Regions from separate parts of the Sus scrofa genome. Here region 2 is linked to region 1. A link is a contact called in public Hi-C data. All regions are on one chromosome and are shown on one strand. The core of a region is the stretch at or near the end of the contact, and the rest is flanking DNA. Distances in the headings are between cores, read along the strand shown. Region 1 holds the start of ZNF184 (zinc finger protein 184). Region 2 holds the start of LOC100622387 (histone H2A type 1).

Region 1 (4,570 bases), core at 60-2,559:
AAGAAGAGGAAATTTGGGTACACAAAGAGACACCAGGGAAAAGCATGCATAAAGCAAAGGACATGTGAGGATACTTCAAGAAGGTGGCTATCTGTAATCCAAGGAAGAGGTCTTTGGAGAAACAAACTTGTTGACACCTTGATCTTGGACTTCCAGCTTCCAGAACTGTGACAAAATTAATTTCTATTGTTTAAGCCACTCAATCTATGGGAATTACCGACATTTTGTTATGGCAATCATCTACATATTGCCTTTCCATCCTCTGTCCTTTATAGCTATCAGCCATTTTCTTCTATTTCATTTGTCTTTCTTTTGAATCATTCAGCTTTAAAAGAATATCCTATACATAACCTAGTCACTTTTTCGTAGCATCAATTCAGTTCTCCATTATGAATAATGCTCCTGCACTTAAATACTCTTTGCTATATGTTTTAATTCCTTTTCATCTGATGTCTTTATTTCAGCCTGTTCTTTCACAGCTTTCATTTCTGTTTCATTTAGGTCGTGTCTTCTGGCAATCTACTTAGAATACCAAATTGTTGCCAGAAATTTTCTGGTTCTCACAGTAGGTTTTTTCTGAAATCTGCTTCTAGATACCGTCCCTTTCCTTTTACTGTAACTTTGTTTTTCATATACTTAGTGTTGGGATTCCAAGTTTAGTGTTTTGTCAGCCAGTAGTCTGTGACTTGACCTTAACCCCGCTATACAAATATGGAGATGCACAGAAGTACAGTAAAGTGCTTGGGCCACACATTTAAAAGTATAGAAACCTATCGACATCTTTCGGATATTCTGCCAAAGACACATCGACAGACTGGAGTTGGGTTTCATTCATAGCTATGTGTGGGCTGAAGTAAGCATACACCGTGCACTACAGCGGTCAAAACATGGGAAGCCCACCTCACAGTTTAAAGTGAAGGTTACGACCCATTTGAGAGTCATGAAAGCAATATAATGGGTCACGACCAGAATTTTTTAAACAAATAAGTATAATATCAAATACAAGGTAGGGCACGTAATACAGGAAAGTATTGCATTATGACATAATTGTGTTTTAAAATTATATACGTGTATAAATGTGTACTCTTATAATCAGTCTGGTCACACATGCTTGAGAGTCACCTCTCCAACGAACACTTTCAACTCAGAGACCAAGGAACAAACGACTGAAGGGCAGAACCCCAGGCCCTGCTCAAAGGGCTCTTACTCTTTGGCTGAGGCCTCTGGGAAATGGAGTTTAGCGTCCTAGAGCATGCTGGGAATCGTAGTCCCGCGTGTCTGCGGGGCGTGATCTAACGCTGGCGGGCGGGGGCGGGGTTCTCTCCTCACGACCGGAAGTGGCCGTTGAAGCCGGCTGTAGGCGTGAAAAGAGGGGGGAGACCTGATGCTTCGGCTCCCTTCGCTAGGTTTGGTGATCGTCTCAGAGCTTCCGGGCGGGGGATAGGAGTGTGTGGCAGGCTCTAGAGGGAGGGAAGCCCAGGTATCACTATGGCAACCGCCAGTCCTCCGGCCGCGTGACGTCACTCCTCTCTTCGCTTGAAGCGGCCTCTGTGGGAGAGAGCTGGGGCGTCCTAGAAGGGGCGCCCATCGCCTCCTTCAGAGTGGGGCTGTTCCGCTCCGATCCCTGGGAGGGCTTTGTTCTTTTGTTCCGGCCTAGGAGGAAGGACCAGAGCCGGGCCCCGCCCTGTTGTCCATTTTCCAGCTTTTCCGCCCTGCAACAGGTGTGTCTTCCTGAGCCCGCGGGGGTGTGAGCCCGCAAGTGTGCACAGAGGTAACCGTCCGGGTAGGTGGGAGCTTCTGGTCAGATTCTAGGATAGGCGACAGGGGTTTTGGAATCTGGGGATGAGAATCTGCGTTCTCGATCTCCATTCTGTTTTTGTTCAGCCGGAATGCCACATGTCTCTTTAATGCTCTCTCTGGTCACTTCTCTTTTCCAAGGACCTCTTGGCCGCTCTGCAAAACTCTTGAGTTGTGATTGTATGACAGTTGCTGCTGACCTCATCCTGTGTCTTTTAGGGTAGCCAACTTCAGCGGGCGTAAGGGCTCATCCTCCTGCTGAACATCTGGGCTCCAGACTGAGGACCCAGCTTGAGAAACCCTGGTGTCCTGATTCCAAGAGGAAGGGGATGAGCACTTGAGATGGAAGGTAATGGGGAAGACTTGGGGGAGAGTGGGATGATGGAGGCAAAACAGCAGGCACGACTTGAAAATTAAACACTTGGCAGAGCTGGAAGTAGTGGAAGGAAGGGACCTTATGTATATAAGGATGGATGGAGAAAGAAACAATTACATCATAGGGAGAGACTTACTTATATTATAGGGGGAAACTTGAAGGAAGAGTTAATTCTGCCTGACTTTGGGATTGGGGAATGAAAAGAAGTAATGATTCAGAATGTCTGTGATCCTCACATAACCTCTGTTTATTAAAAATTAGAATGATAATGTTGCAGTCAGGAAAAGTCTTGGTACTCATCTCTTAGTGCAAGAATCAGTTCTGAAATATCCCTGGCAGATGGCCATCTGTTAAGCCTATGCCTGAACAAGTGTGGTGTTAAACAGCATTTTGGGTGCAGACTATTCCCTTGTGGGGTCTTTCTTTTTTTAGTTCCTTATATTAGGCACAGTTGTCTTTCTCTGTAATTTCTGTGTTGATTTTAGCTCTTAGTCCTCAAAAGCAAGAAACTGCTGGCTCTTTAACATTGTTGCCCTTCAGATATGTGAATTCAGCTGTTAAAACTCCTACTCACAAATTCTGTTTCTTTTCCAAACAAAATCGCCTCAATTCCCTTGATGAGTCTTCATGTAATATATCTGGTCCTCTTCCCTAAAAACTCTCCTGCGTGATGGCATGCTTCTTAAAATTCATTGCCTAAAACTAAACGTAGTTCTTTAGGTATATTTTGAAAATTTTTGATATGGATTATATTTCTGCTGTTTAGCATCAAATTTATTTGCTTTTTAAAAATTAAGCAAATGAATTCCCATTATGGCTCAGGGGTTAACTAATCCAACTAGTATCCATGAGGATGCAGGTTCAATCCCTGACCTTGCTCAGTGGGTTAAGGATCCAACGTTGCCCATAGCCGTTGGTATAGATCGCAGACGAGGCTCGGATCTCAGGTTGCTGTGTCTGTGGCAGAGGCTAGTGGCTGCAGCTCCAATTCGACTCCTAGCCTGGGAACCTCCATATGCCACTGGTGTGGCCCTAAAAAGACTAAATAAATAAATAAAAGTAAAAATTAAGCAATAATATGCTGTTAGCCCTAGATCTTTTTTACATAAACTACGGTGAACTAGGTTTTTGTCATCCTTGTATAATAGAATTGTTTTTATCCTTAATGTTGGGACTTCACATTTATGAGTGTTCAGTTTTTTTGGCCAAATGTTCCAGTTTATCAGAATAATTAAGAATATTAATTTGGTTATTCAGTGTTTAACTGTCCTTTCCAACTTTATGTCTCTAGCATATTTAATGAATATTCCTCCTATTTCTTCCTACCTGTTGTTGAACAGGTCATGATAAGGACAGAGCCCTGTGATATATCACTATAGACTTAGGGTTTGGTTAAACCTGTTATCATACAGTCTTTTTGTTGGATTTGTTTAATATCATTAGAAGCCTTAACATTATTTATATTATTTATTAAGTTTGAGCTATACCTTATTTGCCCTCAGCTCCTTTTTTCTACAAGTTCAAAGAATCTCTATTTTATTTATGGCAAATGTATGTGTATCTACAATTATCTTAAAAAGTATAATGAAAAAAATAGCTCTTTCATTATATTACCAATGAATGATTGGAAGTTATAATAAAAATAATAGGTCTATAATAACATCCAATATGTGAAACAGGAATATAAACCAACACAAACACTCAGGCTCTGTATACTGAAAGCTATAAAACATTGCTGAGAAAAAATTTTCCACCTTTATTGAGATATAATTGACCCTAACATTGTGTAAGTTGTCTGTTACGATTATTTGATACACCTATATATTGCAAAATCATTACCACAATATGGTTAGTTAACACATCTGTTACCACATATATTTGCTTTTTTATGTGTGTGCATGTGACGAGAATATGTAAGATTTATTCTCTTAGCAGCTTTCAAGTGTATAATACAGTATTGTCAGCTATAGTTACCATGCAGTACATTAAATTTCCAGAACTTATTTATAACTGAAAGTTTGTACCCTTTAAACAACATCTCCCCATTTCTTCCACTCTACAGCCCTTGGAAACCATCATTTTACTCTTTGTTTCTGGGTCTGGCCTTTTTAGATTCCACGTATGAGGGAGATCGTGCAGTATTTGTCTTCCTTTTTCTTATTTCACTTAGCATAATGCCTTCAGAGTCTATCTGTGTTGTCCTAAATGACAGGATTTCCTTCTGTTTTATGGCTGAATAATATTGCATTGTATGTATGTGTATGTATGTGTATGTTCCCACTGTTGGTGGGAATGTAAATTGGTATACTCCTATAAAACACAATATGGAGATTCCTTAAGAAATTAAATATAGAGCTACCACATGATCTAGCAGTCCCACTTCTGGGTATGTATCCA
Region 2 (4,399 bases), core at 378-2,877, 200 kb before region 1:
GGTGAGAGGGGATGACAGGGCAGCAGAGAATGTTAATGCTTTGAACTGCAAAAAAGAATTTAGGCACTATTGAAAGATTCAGGGAAGTGGGGAAGTGAAGGACTTTTGATCATGCCTTGAAAGATTCCATTTCCTAATATTCCTAGCTAGCCCATGCTAGTATACAATCTTCTCTTAAATACTGAGTTCTCCGCCTTCTATGGCAGGATTTTTAATCGTTGACTCAAAGCACCGTTAGAAAATTGTTCTCCCAGCCTAGCGAGTCCTGGCCTACCTCCCTTCCAGCGTCTCCTGATGAAACACTGGAAGAACGCGCTTTCCCAAGTTGCCGAGTTCCTTGTTCAACATTTTACCCTTAAGGAACTTACTTCCCTGATCTTTGTTCCCGTTGCACTTTGCATTATATCGTTTCAATTCACCTAGAATCTCCATAGACAGGGCTAATGTCACAGTACCAATTCGGTAGTGGATGGGAACCAGACACAGAACACGGAACCGTTCATTTTCACCCTTATGACTCTTGGCTCCAGAGCCTGGTGCATTCCATTCCCTCAGTAGAAGCAAGGTAAGATTTTACTTTCTAAAGAATCTCTTCAAAACTCACAACCCCGATAGTAGACAATCTAGCCAATCACAGCCCATGGCGGGCTTTTCAAACAGTGCTGCTGCCCAATCAGAGACGGGGGGACGTTACTTTCCTTGAAAAGTGTAAACAAACGCGAAATTTTGGCTTTTGTAAGAGGACAAAACAGAATATCTTTTTCAAAGGGCGTCGAAGAACCCATTCCAAATTTGCATGACACTGAGCCCAAATGCTTAGCCAAGACAGCTTCAGAGGAGGGCCCTTTAAATTTTTACCCAGTTTTCCGCTCCCAAACCGGCCCCTTACTCTTGCAAGAGAAACTATAGGCAAATGCACCAGCACCACCTGTTTCTCTGAAAGGGTAGGTGGCTCTGAAAAGAGCCTTTGGGTCGGCCATGGGTGGCTCACTTGGCACTGGTGTACTTGCTGACAGGCTTGGCGCCCTCAGACACAGCATGTTTGGCCATCTCCCCGGGAAGCAGCTGGCGCACGTCCATCTAGATGCCCGAGAACGTAATGGTCGAGCGATTTTTGTAATGCGCCAGGCGCGATGCCTCGCCCGTGATGCGCTCGACGATGTCGTTAACGAAAGAGTTCATGATGCCCACGGCCTGTGTCCGGGTAGACCTGCTTCAGCACCTTGTACACGTACACTGAGTAGCTCTCCTTGCGGCTGCGCCTGCGCTTCTTGCCGTCCTTCTTCTGCGCCTGGTCACCGCCTTCTTGGAGCCCTTCTTGGAGCTGGGGCAGATTTAGCTGGCTCAGGCATGGTAAAGAAAAAACCCTTGAGAAACAATAAATGAGGACAAGGACGGTCGAATCCTTTTTACCTACAAATCCGCAGGCAAACGCGATGCAGTAAAGTTCTAGGTCTGATTGGCCAAAACTAGTGATGACGTTATGTGAATATTGTCCAATAAGAACACTCATTATTAGGAAGCGCTTTTTTTTTTCTTGTTTAAAAATGGGATTGCAATCTTAGCCAATGGAAATGCGGATTTTTCGCTCCCAGTTGCAGCTATAAATTGTGAGTTTCTCTTCTTGCTCCTTAGTTACTACTGGTGTAGATTCTGGTTGCTACATCATGTCCGGACGTGGGAAACAAGGAGGTAAAGCTCGCGCCAAGGCCAAGACCCGCTCCTCGCGAGCCGGGCTCCAGTTCCCGGTGGGCCGAGTGCACCGCCTGCTCCGCAAGGGCAACTATGCCGAGCGGGTTGGAGCTGGGGCGCCGGTGTACTTGGCGGCGGTGCTGGAGTACCTGACGGCCGAGATCCTGGAGCTGGCGGGCAACGCGGCTCGCGATAACAAGAAGACGCGCATCATCCCGCGCCACTTGCAGCTGGCCATCCGCAACGACGAGGAGCTCAACAAGCTGCTGGGCAAAGTCACCATCGCTCAGGGCGGCGTCCTGCCCAACATCCAGGCGGTGCTGCTGCCCAAGAAGACCGAGAGCCACCACAAGGCCAAGGGCAAATAAGGCCTTAATTCATACTTCAACCTCAAAGAACAAAGGCTCTTTTCAGAGCCGCCCACCATTTCTGTGGAAGAACTGAGCACTTTTGTAAAACCTGCCACGAATACCTGGTTAAGTTTACAATATGTAAAAAACGTAGTTTTCCTTTGGAACTGACCAGGCACGTGTTGACTTTTAAGGTAGAGGCCTGTTTGAAGTTTACTCAATTGCAAACCCATGAACTCACCCGCCTTTATTGTCTCCCCGGGACGCATTTGGGGTGATTACTTGCTCCAGCAAATGTACTAAACCATTTTTAAAATTTGTCTCACTGGAACCCAGTGGTCCATTGGCCAACTAAAACTCCACACTCAAAAGCTCTTTTCGAAAGAGCATTTATAGGAAAACACCTAATCACTAGTCAGTGTAAACCTCTCTTCCCTCAGGCCTGCTGATAAGTACACAATTTACATGTTAAAGTCCAATCAGCCGTTTAATTGCATCACAACCCATTAATGAGTTGAGATAATCACTAGTATTTAGTCAAGCCCACATCAAGTATCCTCCCTTCCCTACACAACGCTGTAGCCCAGTTCTGTGTTCAGGTGCGAGAGTGTATATTGACTTTACTTTGAATTATTTGGTACATTCATTAAAAACAGATTTTGATGTAGTGAAATGGAACTACTTTTTAGAGAAAATGATGAATACATTATTCTGCTCTAATTTTCTCCCATATCAATCTGTAAGGGGGGGGTCTCCACTGAAAATGCATTTCTTTTATAAAAATTTAGGCGCTGACCGCCACAAATTGTGGATCAAATTCCCTTTCTCCTCTGGTGAAATCTTAACGTTTGGGTCGAAAACCGTAAACTCAGACAGGAGAGTACAGCTATAATTCCTTACTGTAAAAATAGAAAGTTAAAAACATTACGGAAAGTAAAACCTTTTTAGAGGCAGTAAGAACCAAACGAAGATTGGACCAAAAACCAATCAGGTTACTCCTGCAACAGTTCTGACCAATCAGGATTGGATCATGACTATAAAGTCTGGTCCTGGCATCAGTTCTCCATTGCTTCTTTCGCGGCGTCAGATCTCTCTCTATGGCTCGTACCAAGCAGACCGCTCGCAAGTCCACCGGCGGCAAGGCGCCGCGCAAGCAGCTGGCCACCAAGGCGGCCCGCAAGAGCGCGCCCGCCACCGGCGGCGTGAAGAAGCCGCACCGCTACCGGCCCGGCACGGTGGCCCTGCGCGAGATCCGGCGCTACCAGAAGTCCACGGAGCTGCTGATCCGCAAGCTGCCGTTCCAGCGGCTGGTGCGCGAGATCGCGCAGGACTTCAAGACGGACCTGCGCTTCCAGAGCTCGGCCGTGATGGCGCTGCAGGAGGCGTGCGAGGCCTACCTGGTGGGGCTCTTCGAGGACACCAACCTGTGCGCCATCCACGCCAAGCGCGTCACCATCATGCCCAAGGACATCCAGCTGGCTCGCCGCATCCGCGGGGAGAGGGCGTAAAGTTGTCCTTCCTAATTTGCCTTGGACGTATTCGCTTTCTCCCTCCCAAAAGGCTCTTTTAAGAGCCACTTTCTGTTCTCACTGAGAGTGGCTGTTACGCTTGCTTCGGTCTTTAGTAAATGGGGGATGGGGTGAGGAAAGGTTTCTAACGCGAGATTCGCCGTTTTTTGTCACTCAAACTAGGCTAAGTATTTGCCAAGGCAATATAATACCATGATTCCTTTACTATTCAAAGATAAAATTTAAAAGTCTTGAAAATTTAAAGGCAACAGTGTTTGCTTGTACCCTGAAAAATCGAGCTAAGGATTTCACAAAGTGTTGCTAAGTTTGGCCTCTCTTCACCGGTGCCAAGTAGAAAGGCGGAGAAAGTTTTGGGTGAAGAAGAAATAGCTTTTAAGATTTTACCAGGCAAAGAAGGCCACAGCAAGCTATTGCCCTAAAGACTGCCCTCCCTTGGGGAAGAATTGCTGAGGGTTTTATAGACTCTAAGGAGAAAAACAGGGTTTCAGAAAGGAATCAGGATTGGGGCAAACAGGTGTACTTTCTTTGGGGGAATCTTTGTGACCATAACAGAACCTGGCATCAGGAGATCTTGACAAGATCCTGGTGCAATACTTGCAAAAAGGGCATATATTAATCAGGGATTAAAGCAAATTAGGAAAGTTCCTGAAATACATCACGTGCTAATAATCTTCAGCCACAGGCAATTGTGCTCAGGGTACCTAATCTTTGCTTACAGGTGATTGTATTTAGGGTGCAATACAATGAGGGAGAAGCACAAGGAAGGGCTCCAAGCTGTTCAGTTTTAAAGTCTTCATTTCTAAAAGAAGTATAAGGAATATAATTTTC

What was found. Hi-C and Micro-C count contacts between places; a contact is called where the count stands out from the background.
Region 2: a contact with region 1 is called in a Hi-C map of subcutaneous adipose tissue, with 2.0 times the contacts expected there. The contact joins the promoter of LOC100622387 here to the promoter of ZNF184 in region 1. A contact is called at or near these places in 1 of 5 promoter capture datasets (fetal liver), 7 of 47 Hi-C or Micro-C datasets (embryonic fibroblasts, fetal skeletal muscle, heart right ventricle and 4 more) and 1 of 2 datasets of contacts at active chromatin or transcription factors (alveolar macrophages).

What each region holds. Positions count from the first base shown.
Region 1 is chr7:21,431,975-21,436,544 of Sscrofa11.1, reverse strand. ZNF184 (zinc finger protein 184) reads left to right here and starts at 1,309. Exons shown (of 7, transcript XM_021099796.1): 1 at 1,309-1,771; 2 at 2,017-2,146.
Region 2 is chr7:21,631,167-21,635,565 of Sscrofa11.1, reverse strand. LOC100622387 (histone H2A type 1) reads left to right here and starts at 1,627. Exons shown (of 1, transcript XM_003356570.4): 1 at 1,627-2,699. The coding sequence starts at 1,668. The coding sequence ends at 2,060. It overlaps LOC110261664 (histone H3.1), which reads left to right and starts at 3,099. Exons shown (of 1, transcript XM_021099837.1): 1 at 3,099-3,605. The coding sequence starts at 3,140. The coding sequence ends at 3,550. It also overlaps the pseudogene LOC100513549.